Linked DNA regions of Mus musculus: region 2 is linked to region 1. Evidence: chromatin contacts called from public Hi-C data. All regions are on one chromosome and are shown on one strand. Each heading gives the region's core, a stretch centred on a gene start, on an enhancer-like site or on the middle of the called end of the contact. The rest is flanking DNA. Distances are from core to core; before and after follow the strand shown. Region 1 has its middle 45 kb from the start of Gnaz. Region 2 overlaps Bcr (BCR activator of RhoGEF and GTPase).

What was found. A called contact is a pair of places that touch in the nucleus more often than the background predicts.
Region 2: a Hi-C map of cerebellum shows a contact between it and region 1, with 2.5 times the contacts expected there. The contact joins two enhancer-like sites. A contact is called at or near these places in 29 of 484 Hi-C or Micro-C datasets (the AtT-20 cell line, B cells, CD4 T cells and 23 more) and 5 of 115 datasets of contacts at active chromatin or transcription factors (the HPC-7 cell line, epiblast stem cells, forebrain and 2 more).

Annotation. Positions count from the first base shown.
Region 1 is chr10:74,919,294-74,924,880 of GRCm38.p6, reverse strand. No RefSeq gene overlaps it. Among named protein-coding and RNA genes, the nearest start is that of Gnaz, 45 kb to the left of the region's middle. Within about 2 kb of position 1,835, at least 14 of the 459 cell types and tissues checked have an H3K27ac peak or open chromatin away from gene starts, as enhancers often do. A contact at or near this core is called in cerebellum, where this site is marked.
Region 2 is chr10:75,133,365-75,139,305 of GRCm38.p6, reverse strand. It overlaps Bcr (BCR activator of RhoGEF and GTPase), which reads right to left. Exons shown (of 23, transcript NM_001081412.2): 5 at 3,305-3,412. Among named protein-coding and RNA genes, the nearest start is that of Bcr, 75 kb to the right of the region's middle. Within about 2 kb of position 3,600, at least 22 of the 459 cell types and tissues checked have an H3K27ac peak or open chromatin away from gene starts, as enhancers often do. A contact at or near this core is called in cerebellum, where this site is marked.

The sequences.
Region 1 (5,587 bases), core at 586-3,085:
CACCTTCCCAGAAGCATAAGTGCCCCTTTCTCTCTGCCATTAAACCAAACCAGTTCTCTGAAGCTGTTCCCAGGTGTGTATATTCTTTGCCTGCGCACTCACTGCTGGCCCCACGTTGCACCCTTCGCAGCTAAGCTTCCTCACCTCCAGCAATGGGGCCAGTTCTCCCAAGGGGGAGAAGTGGACTCGGGGTGGCACCCGGGCTGCATGCCATGGTGTTTGGTACGACAGACATGTGAACGGCTCTTCCTATGCTTCCACGTCGTGAGGCTGGGCCACGGCATGTAGGCCCACGCCACCAGGTGCCTGTGCTGTAACATGGCAGGTGTGCAAACAGGCAAGCCTTCACTGCCTTGTCGTGGCCCTGGGAGATGGCATATGTGCGAATAGGTGTGGCAGTGCCACTACATGGCAGCACTGGCGCTCAGCAGGACTTGAACAAGTGTGACACGTATCCATGTGGCGGCACTGGTATATAGCGGGTTAGTCAATAGTCATGCCTGTAGCACCATACCACGTAGCCTCACAGGGGCACACCAAGCACACTAACTGGCATGCCTGTACCCACCACGTGGCATTGCTTGTATATTGCAGATGAGCCAAGAGGCTCATGTCACCACCACGAGGTATCACTGTGACTCAGAATGATGTATGATCAGGTCTTCCTATCTGGCCTGTGTTGGCCCTGTGACACGACAGATGTATGAACAGGCATGCTCCCATTGCCAGATGCGGTCACAGGGATGTTGTGTGTAATTTTAAAAACACGCAGGCTGGAGAGATGACTCAGTGGTTAAGAGCACTGACTGCTCTTCCGGAGATCCTGAGTTCAAATCCCAGCAACCACATGGTGGCTCACAATGAGATCTGATGCCCTCTTCTGGTATGTCTGAAGTCAGCTACAGTGTACTTAAATAAATAAATCTTTGGGCCAGAGCGAGCGGAGCTGGAGCGAGAAGGAAAAAAATTGAAAACAAACAAACAAATAAACAAGAAAATAAACAACCCCCCCCCCCCCCGTTACCTCCTTGCTCCATGCGTGGCCCATGCTCTGATGTCTCTGGGTTCCCCATTACTTCAACTTGATCACAACTACCCCCCACCCAGGGAAATCCAGGAACTGCTGTCTGCACTCCAATCACTTCCCTTTGGCTAGCTTCGCCAAGCCACCAGCTACCGCCCCAGCTCTTCTCTTTCTCCTGCCCACCTTAGAAGAAAACCACTAGACAGCTCCATTGTTTTAAAACTAGCCAGATCGCACTGCACATTTGTTGGACTTTTATTAGCTAACCTATTTTAGCCAACTGCCTGTGGTAGAGATCACCGTTTTCAGCCACCCAAGATCTTATGTGGTTGTAGCGTGCCTCCCGTGCCAAAACCTGCCGAAAAGCCCTCTCTTTCCCTGTGTCCCTTCTCTTCCTCTTGGGACCCGGAAATCACACCTTTTCCCCTTCGCCCAAGCAGGTGGCTCTCGCCTTCTTTATTGACCAAATCAAGAGTTAATTAGGAAACCTGAATTTAGTATCAGCTCCTACCCCTACACAGGGACACAGGCCCATGTGGCAGTGCCAGAACACAGCGGGCATGAGCAGGGCACACTCACTGCCACAAGGCATAGCTAGGATATGACAGGTATGTAAAAAGGCTTGTTTACATCATGTGACATTGCTGGGAGATGACAAGGGAGAACAGGCATCAGGTGACTGTGTTGGGCTACAGCAGAAACGAACAGGTGTGCCTTTGCTGCCACCCATCAGTACTGAGACAGGACGTGGGCACAGACCGGAATGTCTGTGCTGCCAAGCCCTGGGACCTGGCAGGCACACACAGGCACTTCCACACCACCATGTGGTGGCACTGAGACATGGCAGGCATACAGAAATGTGCCCATGGTGCTATGTGTCACTGCTGGAACTCGGCAGCAATGGTGATTATACACAGGGCTTTATGAGTCACTGCATGACAGTTCTGGGACACCGCTGAGGCAGGAACAGGCATGCTCTTGCCAACAGGTGGCTGCCTCCAGACATGGAAGGCCTATAGGCAGACATGCCCGCACCATCAGATGACACTGCTGAGACACAGCAGGTATACACATAGATTTGCTTGGACCACATGGCCTTGCTGGAAAATGGCAGGTGCTTGAACAGGTGTGCCCAGGCACCTCGTGGCAGAGCTAGGAGATGGTTGGCATGTAAACAGGTGCATCTAAGTGACAGGTGCATCACTTGGACCCGGCAGACAGATAAACACACACTCATGCTTTAATGTGGCAGCACTGGGACTTGATAGACGTGTGAACAGGACTACCTGTGCCACCACGTGTTGATGCCAGGATGTGCCAAGTGCATGAACAGGCATGCTCGCACCCCTAGGTGGAGGTCCTGGTGCACAGCTGCTGTGACCACGCATGCTCAAGCCACCAGGTATCAATGTTGGGAAATGGCAGGCCTCCAAACAGGCATGTCTATCCTACATGGTGATGCTGGGGCCCCACACGCATGGACAGGCAGGGCTGCATAGCCATTAGGCAGAGCTGGGAAATGGCAAGGATAATCAGGTGAACCCTCGATGTGGCAGTGCTAACACGTGCAGACGTAGGAATAGGGTTGTCTATCATGCCGCTTGGTGGGGTAGGGACTCAGCAGGAGCAAAAGCAGCCCTGCTGGTGCTGCCACACTTGGTTCTGGGATGTGGCAGGGGCATGGACACAAGCACGTCCACGGAACCACATGATAAAGTTAGGACACAGTGGGCAGGCACACAGGTATGTGTAGCCGTCCAGAGGCTTATGGTCGAGCTGGTTTCACCTGAAAGGGGGGCTGGAAATGAAAAGGAGGTGGTGAGGGGCAGTGAGAGAAGAATGAAGCCAAGCCAAGGCTCCAAGTTTAATATTCAGCACTGCATTTGTATAGGGAAAGCCCGCAGAACCCATCCTTTGTTTTGCAAAGCCAGGCGGTCTTGTGGCAGTCTCTTCTTCTAAGTTCCTGTGGGAACTTGCACGTGCAGCCAAGGCAGATGACTCCACCAAGGTCGATAAGGTCCATTGTGGCAAGCGTTCAAGGTCTGTTCAGCCTGCTCAAGGCCGGGAAGGCTACAGTATGCCTGCGCTGCTACGGGGTGTTATGGGGGCACAGCAGGTTTGTGAACAGGCTTGTTCATACTCTCACATGAGGCCCTGGGACACAGCAGGCACGAATAGGCTTTCCCACAAGTAGGCATGCTCACGCTCCACATGGTGGCACTGGGACAAGGCACACGGACAGGCCTGGTTATGCTGCTAAGTGGTGACCCTGCTATACAGCAGGGATGACTAGATGCTCTGAAGCTTCCCAGAGAGGCTGGGATGCCGTGGGCGTGTAAACAGATATGCCCACATTGCCAGGTGCAGGCCCTGTTTCATGTCAGGTGCATGCTCAAGCTACCACATAGCAGTGCTGAGACCCGACTGGCATACAAGGAGGCATGCCCTACTTATGTAGCAGCGCTGGGACACAATAGCTGTGAATGGGTGTGGCCACGCAGACGCTTAGCAGTGCTGGGAACTGACAGGCACTCTCAGGTGTGCCCTTGCTGCTCTGGAACATTAAAAGTGCAAACATCTGCACTGCCAGACGTTGCTGCTGTGATTTAAAGCGGGCATGTGAACAGGCAGACCTACACCGCCACAGTGTGGTGCAGGACATGGGTGTACAAACAGGTAAGCACACGCCTCGTGGCCCCGCAGACACAGCAAGCACATGAATGAGTGTGCCCACACTGCCACACACTGGCAGTTCTGAGCTGTGGCGGGCATGCAGATGTGTATGCCTGTGCCACCAGGTGGCAGAGATGAGACACACTTGATGTGAGAGCTGGCGTGCCTGTGGTCCCATGGGGTGATGTTGGAAAACGGCAGGTGTGTGAACAGATGTGGCCACTCCAACACCTGGTGGCACTGGACACCACAGATGTGCAAACAGGATTACCCATGCGGCCAGTGGCCGTGGGACTGGGTCCTTGCATGTGTACAAACAGATGTATGGCAGGCAGCACCGGGACACGGCAGGTGTGCTTGCTGACCCTCACCCCTGTTTCCCTGCTGATGTAGTAGATCTGGAGTCTCTCAATGCACGTTTCTAAGGACTTTCCAGGCAGCACTTGCTCTGGATAAGAGAACATACTTAGAAAGCTGTGGTTGAGAAGCCTGGATTCACAAAACAGTTTTCCGAGGCAAGGGACAGCACTGTTGTTTATCGAACTAGTAATTCAGGCTTCCGTGTTATTGATCAGCAGGCGATTTTCACACAGTTCAAGTGTAGTTGCCACTTTCTCTAAATTTAGAAACCACAGCCACTGAAGTGACTCTGACAAGTCACTGCTGTCAGAGGAGTTTAAAGCCTGTGAAAACCTGTTCACAAGGCAGCAGCGTTTGAACTGGACAGAGCTTGTTTCTTTGGTCATATCATGTCGGATGACGTTAGCTCACCCATTTCATCTAACCAACATTGATAATTTCACGTCCTTTAATGTGAAAATGACATTATTTAAAAATTTTAAAAATGTATTCTTTTCTTATATATTACACTTAGATCACAGTTTCCCCTCCCACCTCTCCTCCAAGGCCCCCCCCCCCAACCCCATCTGCTCTTCCTCTGTTTCTCTTTGGAAAAGGGCAGACCTCCTGTGGATATCAACCAAAGATGGCATATTAAGTTGCAGTAAGACTAGGCACCTCATGCCGTATTAAGGCTGGATGGGCAACCCAGTAGGAGGAAATGAAAAATACGACACTGTTTTTTTTAACAGCTTGTAGATACAGATGGCCAAATAATGACATTTCACTTTTAGTTATATTGAATATAAGAAGGGATTATTATTGACCTGGGCACAGTGGTAGATACATTAATAATCCCAGCACTTAGAGATGAAGGCAAGACCGTCATGAATTCAACCCCAGCCTGAACAACAGTGGGAAATTATCTCAAGAAAAAAATGCATTAAGAAAAAGTGTGTATTAGTTTAGTTAGAAAAGTGTTTATGGCGATAAAATGTGGTTTCTATGAGGTAACAAAGTGAATGTATTCTAAGTATTTCAGTCAAAAATCATCATTATCCAACATACCCTTGACTATAATAGGAATAATTGAATTGAACATTATGAGTCAGAAAGGAACCGGGATAGAGGAACAGAGAGATGGAGCACTTAACCAGAGGACCGAGCCAGGCTGACTCCATGATGGGATCCAAACTGGCAATTCAGGAGACTAGGACTAAGTTTCTGTTTCCTAGGATTGATCAAGCCAGTTCCTGGAAAAATCACTGCCTGCAGGCGGCCAATCAGGAACTGCCCCACCGCCTGGCCTGAGGCAAAAACAAGGAAGTCAGCAACACTTTTTAGCTGCCACCCCAACCCCAAATGGCTCTGGAAAGTCCCCAAAGCCCTAGCCAATCCTAGAGGCACCCATGCTCCTAGAGATAGAGTCAACCAATCAGGATAAAGGGCGCCTACCCCTCCCTGGAATTCCCCTAATCGGCTGTAAATTGAGCCTTAGAGCTCACCTCCAGGTCGCCACTTTTGGTGAATGGTAGACCCCATGCATGCTGG
Region 2 (5,941 bases), core at 2,351-4,850, 210 kb before region 1:
TTGAACTCAGGACCTCTGGAAGAGCACTCAGTGCTCTTAACCTCTGAGCCATTTCTCCAGGCCCTGCTGCTGCTTCTTTAAGCTTCATTTTACTCTCTTTAGGCAGCTGGCATTTCTGCCTAAATGCCGAGGGCATTTTGGAAACACAGATGGATAACAGATGTTGTTCACATGGTACAAGAACCACCAAGGTTCGGAGAAAGCCACTGGCCTACACCTTGCATGCCAGTCTTGGCCCAAATCCCCACTGCAGCAGGTAGTAGGACCATGTGGACCCCTTCCCAGGTGTCATCCCACCACAGCCTCCTCCATCTTGGGTACAATTTTGTCTGGCTAGACTCAGACTTGGCCACTTAACTAGAGCCTGTTGTTTAAGAATCCAGGATTTTATCTGCTAGGGTCATTTGGGATTTTATAGAAATACTGAAGCTGATAAGGGTATGGGAAGTAGTTAGTTTAATGAAAAAGGCTAAGAAAAGGACCAAAGCCAAGACCACAGATGTCTAGATCATGCGATAAATGACAAAATAGTACAAAGGCCCTGGAACATGGATCAGGTATGACAGTCAAAGGTTTTCTCTCAGCAAGAGAAATCCAACTCAGTTGAGGTTCGGTCTTTTGCAGTAATGCTAAACACTGGTCCTCAAGGCCTGGTTGTCCCCAGATGAGAGAATCTTTCATATACACAATGGATACTATGTAACCTTGCCCTCCATGTTATCCCTGAGAGGTGAATAAAGATGCCTACAGCCTACTGATGGGCAGAAGAGAGACTGGTAGAGTTTAGGTTCCGGGTTTGGGGTCTGAAGAGGATGAAGGGAGAAGGAAGAAGGAAGAAGGTGGAGAGAGGAGAGATGCCATGGGGTAGGTGAGCTTGAAAATATGGCCATGAGGGCTGGCCAATTGGAGTTAAGAGCAGCCCAGATGGAACACAGCAAGTTATAACTTGGGGCTATTGATAGGGAAGTAGACATAATAGCACAGTGGGTAGATATCTGCCCAGCTCTAGTGATAATTAAGGCTGTTATAAATATAAAAGTTGTGTGACTTTTATCTAGGAAATGAATGATCAAATCAGGGTGTGTACTTGACATTTCTCCTCTTTCTTTCTTTGAGTATGCATGCCTGTGTGCGTTTCCCCTGGTGCTGCTGGTCTTGAGTTCATCCCTCACGCAGGCATATATGGAGGCCAGAAGAGAACGCTGAGCGCCTTCCTCCATTGGGCATCCCTTGAGATGGGATCTCTCTCGGAACATAAAGTTCTCTAGTTAACCAGGTTGGCTGACCAGCAAGCGCCTGCCTGTACCTTCTAACACCAGGATTACAGGCACACGAGGCCTTATTTGGCTTTCATGTAGGTGCTAGGGTTTTAAACTCGGGGGGTCCCACGCTTGCGTAATAAATGTTCTTACCCATGCGTCACCTCCCTGCACCTACACTTTCCTCTCTAACACTGCCTTTCTGCATGGAGATCTTTCCTCCCGGACCCCTTGTTTAATGCAGGAAAGAGAAGTCAGTCGCAGCTCTGAGCGAAGTGAGAATTATACCAAGGTGACAGTGACAAAAGCCCCCAAGAGAGAAAAATGTCACGTGTCTGTCACTGACACTGCAGAGATATGACAGGGAAGGGAGAAAAATCCTGTGTAGAGTAGAGAGATAGAGACCCACAGGTGATAACTGGCCTGGCTGCCAGCCTCAAGTGTCCTGTTTATGGTCTCTGTAACTGAGGCACTCTTTTAAGGCCTAGAGACTCACAACGTGCCATGGCTTGAGGTTTTAGTCTATTAAGGTTAAATGCAAATAGGAAGGAAGCAACCCTCAGGCCTGGGGTGCTACAGTCTGGAGCTTCCACTAGTAGAGGGCTACAGGAACAACAACTTTGAACCCTGGTGCTCAAAGACTGTTGGCAGGAAAGCCACAGAGCAGATGGCTTCTGCACAGCCTCTTGTGACAAGAATGCAGAGCAGATTCCATTGTGGTAGTTTGAGTGGCACTGTTAGGAGGCGTGGCCAGGTTGGAGGAAGCATGCCACTGGGGGCAGGCTTTGAGGTTTCAGATGCTCAAATCAGGCCCAGTCTGTGTGTCTTGTCGTCTGTCTGTCTCTCTCCTTGACACCTGTGTATTCAGATGTAGAACTCTCCGCTCCTCTTCCATACCATGTCCATCTGCACACTGTCATGCTTCCTCCCACAACAATAATGGACTAAACTTCTGAACTGTAAGCCAGCCCCCCCAATGAAATGTTTTCCTTTATAAGAATTGCTGTGGTTGAGATGTCTTTTCACAGCAATAGGAACTCTAACTAAGACTCCCATGATGGGACACAGGGTAGAATTACAATAACGACAGACAAGGGAGCCAGGATACATGGTTGCTGATGTTTGAATGTGTCCTCCAAAAGCCCATGAACCAGTAACAGGAAACAGGAAGCCCTACTATGCATGTTCACGGCCTACTATGCATGTTCACGGTGACTGGAGCTGGGATCTTTGATGTGAATAGGATTAGATAAGGTCACAAAGGTAGACCTTAACTGATCTGCTTGGTCTATCCTGACATGTAACATTCTGTCGTAATACAGCAAGACACTCAACAGATGTACCTCAATGTGGTGGTCTGAATATGCTTGGTCCAGAGGGTGACATCATTAGAAGGTGTGGCCTTGTTGTAGTGGGTGAGGCCTTGTTGGAGGAAGTGTGTCATTGTCGGGGTGGGTTTTAAGACCCTTTTCCTAGCTTCCTAGAAGCCAGCCCTCTCCTGTCTGTCTTTGGATAAAGATGTAGAACTCTCAACTTCTCTTGCATCACGCCTGCCTGGGTGCTGCCCTGCTCCCATCGAACCTCTGAGTTCAGCCAGTCCAATTAAATGCTGTCCTTATAAGAGTTGCCTTGGTCATGGTGTCTGATCACAGCAGTAAAACCCTAACCAAAACACTCAATGTGACCAGGCTTCTCAGTTTCCAACCACAGCTGAATACATTTCTATTCTTTATAAAGTACACAGCCCTGAACACTTTGCAATAGATTAAGACATCGGTGGGCCTCTGGAATCAGGCCCTGCCCCTTGGGTAACAGCACTGTCAGGACTATTCCTATTGAATCATGACAGATGTCCAGCCATGGAGCTGACCCAGAGAACTCTGAGTCAGAGCTGGGGTTCATACCCATCCTTTAATCTGCTCTACTTTGTTCTCCCAACGACCGTCCCACAATGCATCACGCATCGCATCGAGGGAGTGGGAGGACACGGTGGGAGTCAGCAGTACTCTGGCCTGCACGGCAGCGTCATGGCGCTTGCTCATTACCTCAGAGATTTCTGCAAACTGAGCGTTGGCCTGACAGCACTTCTCTGCAGTTTCCATGGCCACTCCGTAGTTATCCACAAAGGCTCGGTACACACCCAGCTGGCTGGCCTGCAGGGAGGAAGGAGGAGGGGGTGAGACAGAGGTGGGATAGGTGGGTACCCACTCCCTACTGTTCCAAGGATTGGGCTCTCTCGCATAGCTCTGGAAAAATCCCAGCTATGGCAGACAGCGCGAGGGCTGCAGAAACCTGCTCTTCCGAGCTCCTCCTCCCACCTGCTTCACCTCCCCACACACGGAGCACGATCCCCTCTCCTAAAATGACACGTTGAGAAGTGAGTCATAGCCCTGGACAGGTAATGGCCCCCTTTGGAGCTCCTTCCTATTCCTCCCACTCTGCTTGCATAAAGGATGCCGGGAGCAGCAGCTTAAACTTGAGGTGAGCCTCCAGATGAACACGCCTATGCAGGTGAAATGGAGGAGGCCACCCTGGCCAGGGTCCATGGAGTCTGGGTACCATGGTGCTAGGCCCATATCTCATCCTGTCAGGCAGGTGAGGAACATGTCTGGCTGACTGGAAAGAGGAGTTCTGACTGTTAGCTGCCATTCCTAAACCTCACAGGGGGCGCCCGGCTCTCACATATCCAGCAGGTAGAAGGCCTGCCAGCCACAAGGCGAGAGGCATATGGTGCTGGTCCTTTATTCAATAAACAGACATCGATAGAGGTTTCCTTCACTGAGCTCCTGCTCCCGTATGCACTCAACTAAGCACAATTTCCATGGGTAGATGGAAGGATGTGTGGCCTTCCCATGATCATCTCTGGGTCTCACATCATTTAGAGTTAGCGAGGGAGAACAACCTAGTCTTCACAAGCAACAGCATGCGGACCCAGGGCAGGCGTGCTGGCTAGGTCTGAGCCTCCCACAGCAGCTGCCCCGGGGCTAGAAACCCGGAGCATCTGCTGTTCCTGGAGCTCTCCCTGGGTTCAGCATACATTTCATTCCCACGTGCATTTGCATTTATATGCTGTGCGGCATGCTTGAATCCCAGACCGTCCTCCACTGAGCAACTCTAAGACTCGGGATACTCTTCCACTTTGTCTTCCCTTTTGGAGGCCACTGAGTGAGGGCCTCCCGGCTGCCAGAGGGTCATGACGGCCTCTCTGGGAGGAGTCTGGAGCATTTCAGCTGAGGACCACTTTTGTGACTTTTCTTTCCTCTTGCCTAAGGGCTTACTTCTTCCAGGCATGAGAAATACTAAAAAATTAATTCTTACGTTTTTGGCAACCCAACGCTGGAACCGAATGATAACAGTAAAAACGGAGATTGCCAGTATGTCATTAGTATGCCGTGGGATGGACACGGATCCCTACGGTAGTCATTCTGTACCAAAAGGACGGGAGGAAATATCTGTCCAAGTCAAAGTAACCTGTCCCCTTCAGAAATCGTCAGTTCTAGGAACTGACACAGATAGAAGGAGCCTAGAGACATCATAGCCAAATACACGCAACACTGGACAGGCCTGGATTTTGAATCAGACAGGGATTGGGGGAGAGAATTTCAACTACAAACAAAACCTCATACACTGAGAATGAACTACAGGAAATGGGCACAGTTGCAATAACTCAAGAGTCCAGGGCTCTAGAACAGGTGCCAACAATGGAATAGGTACAGAGAACTCCTTGGGTCCTAGGACTCCCGAGGGGATTCTGGGCTAGCCTTGCTGTCGTCGGAAAGGGTGGAGAGTAAGGCTGTCTGTCCTGGGAAGTCCTCAGCACTCAGCTCAGGTTAAAAACACATGAGATAAGCCGGGCGTGGTGGTGCATGCCTTTAATCCTAGCACTCGGGAGGCAGAGGCAGGCGGATTTCTGAGTTCGAGGACAGCCTGGTCTACAAAGTGAGTTCGAGGACAGCCAGGGCTACACAGAGAAACCCTGTCTCGAAAAACCAACCAACCAGCCAACCAACCAACCAACTAATCAAACACATGAGATGCTCAGCAGACGGAATGGGGATTAACTCCCCTGCAGCATCTCATACATGCAGACAGCTGAAGAGCAACACAGAAACCATTATGTTCCAGCATCCCTGAGTTTTAGAAGACTGGGAAAGAAAAGTCCCTGAGTGGTTTCCAAATACTATTTTAGGGAGAGTGCTGGGTGTGCCGCCCCTCCCCCAAATCAGCACTACTCTTTGCTTTTCTGAAGGCTTCTGGTTGAGTCTGCTCTGCAAGGTTTAAACTTATTGACACATGGCAAGAAGAGAAAGGGAGAAGAGACCAGAGAGATAAGGAGAGCCAAGAGGACAGCCACACCCTGGACTGGGGCCAGTGGCCTCCTGCTACATAATCCTTTACTCAAGATTGAAACATTCCATTCTGCACAGAGTTCCTGGAGTAGGAAGGTAAACAACTCAAAACAGATTCAGGAAGTCCCTGAAACTGACCAGATTCACTAGGCCCCCTTCTGCCAAAGTAAACAATAAAAGCTGAGTTTCTTCTCTCAGACAAGCCAAGCTGCAAAGACTGTTTTTGAGACCAGACACAGAGCAGCTGCCTGGAAAAAAATCAGAAAACAGACAAGCTGCCTGGAAGAGGTTTAGAGCAACTGAGGTACCCTAAAAGGACACTCTGGGAACACT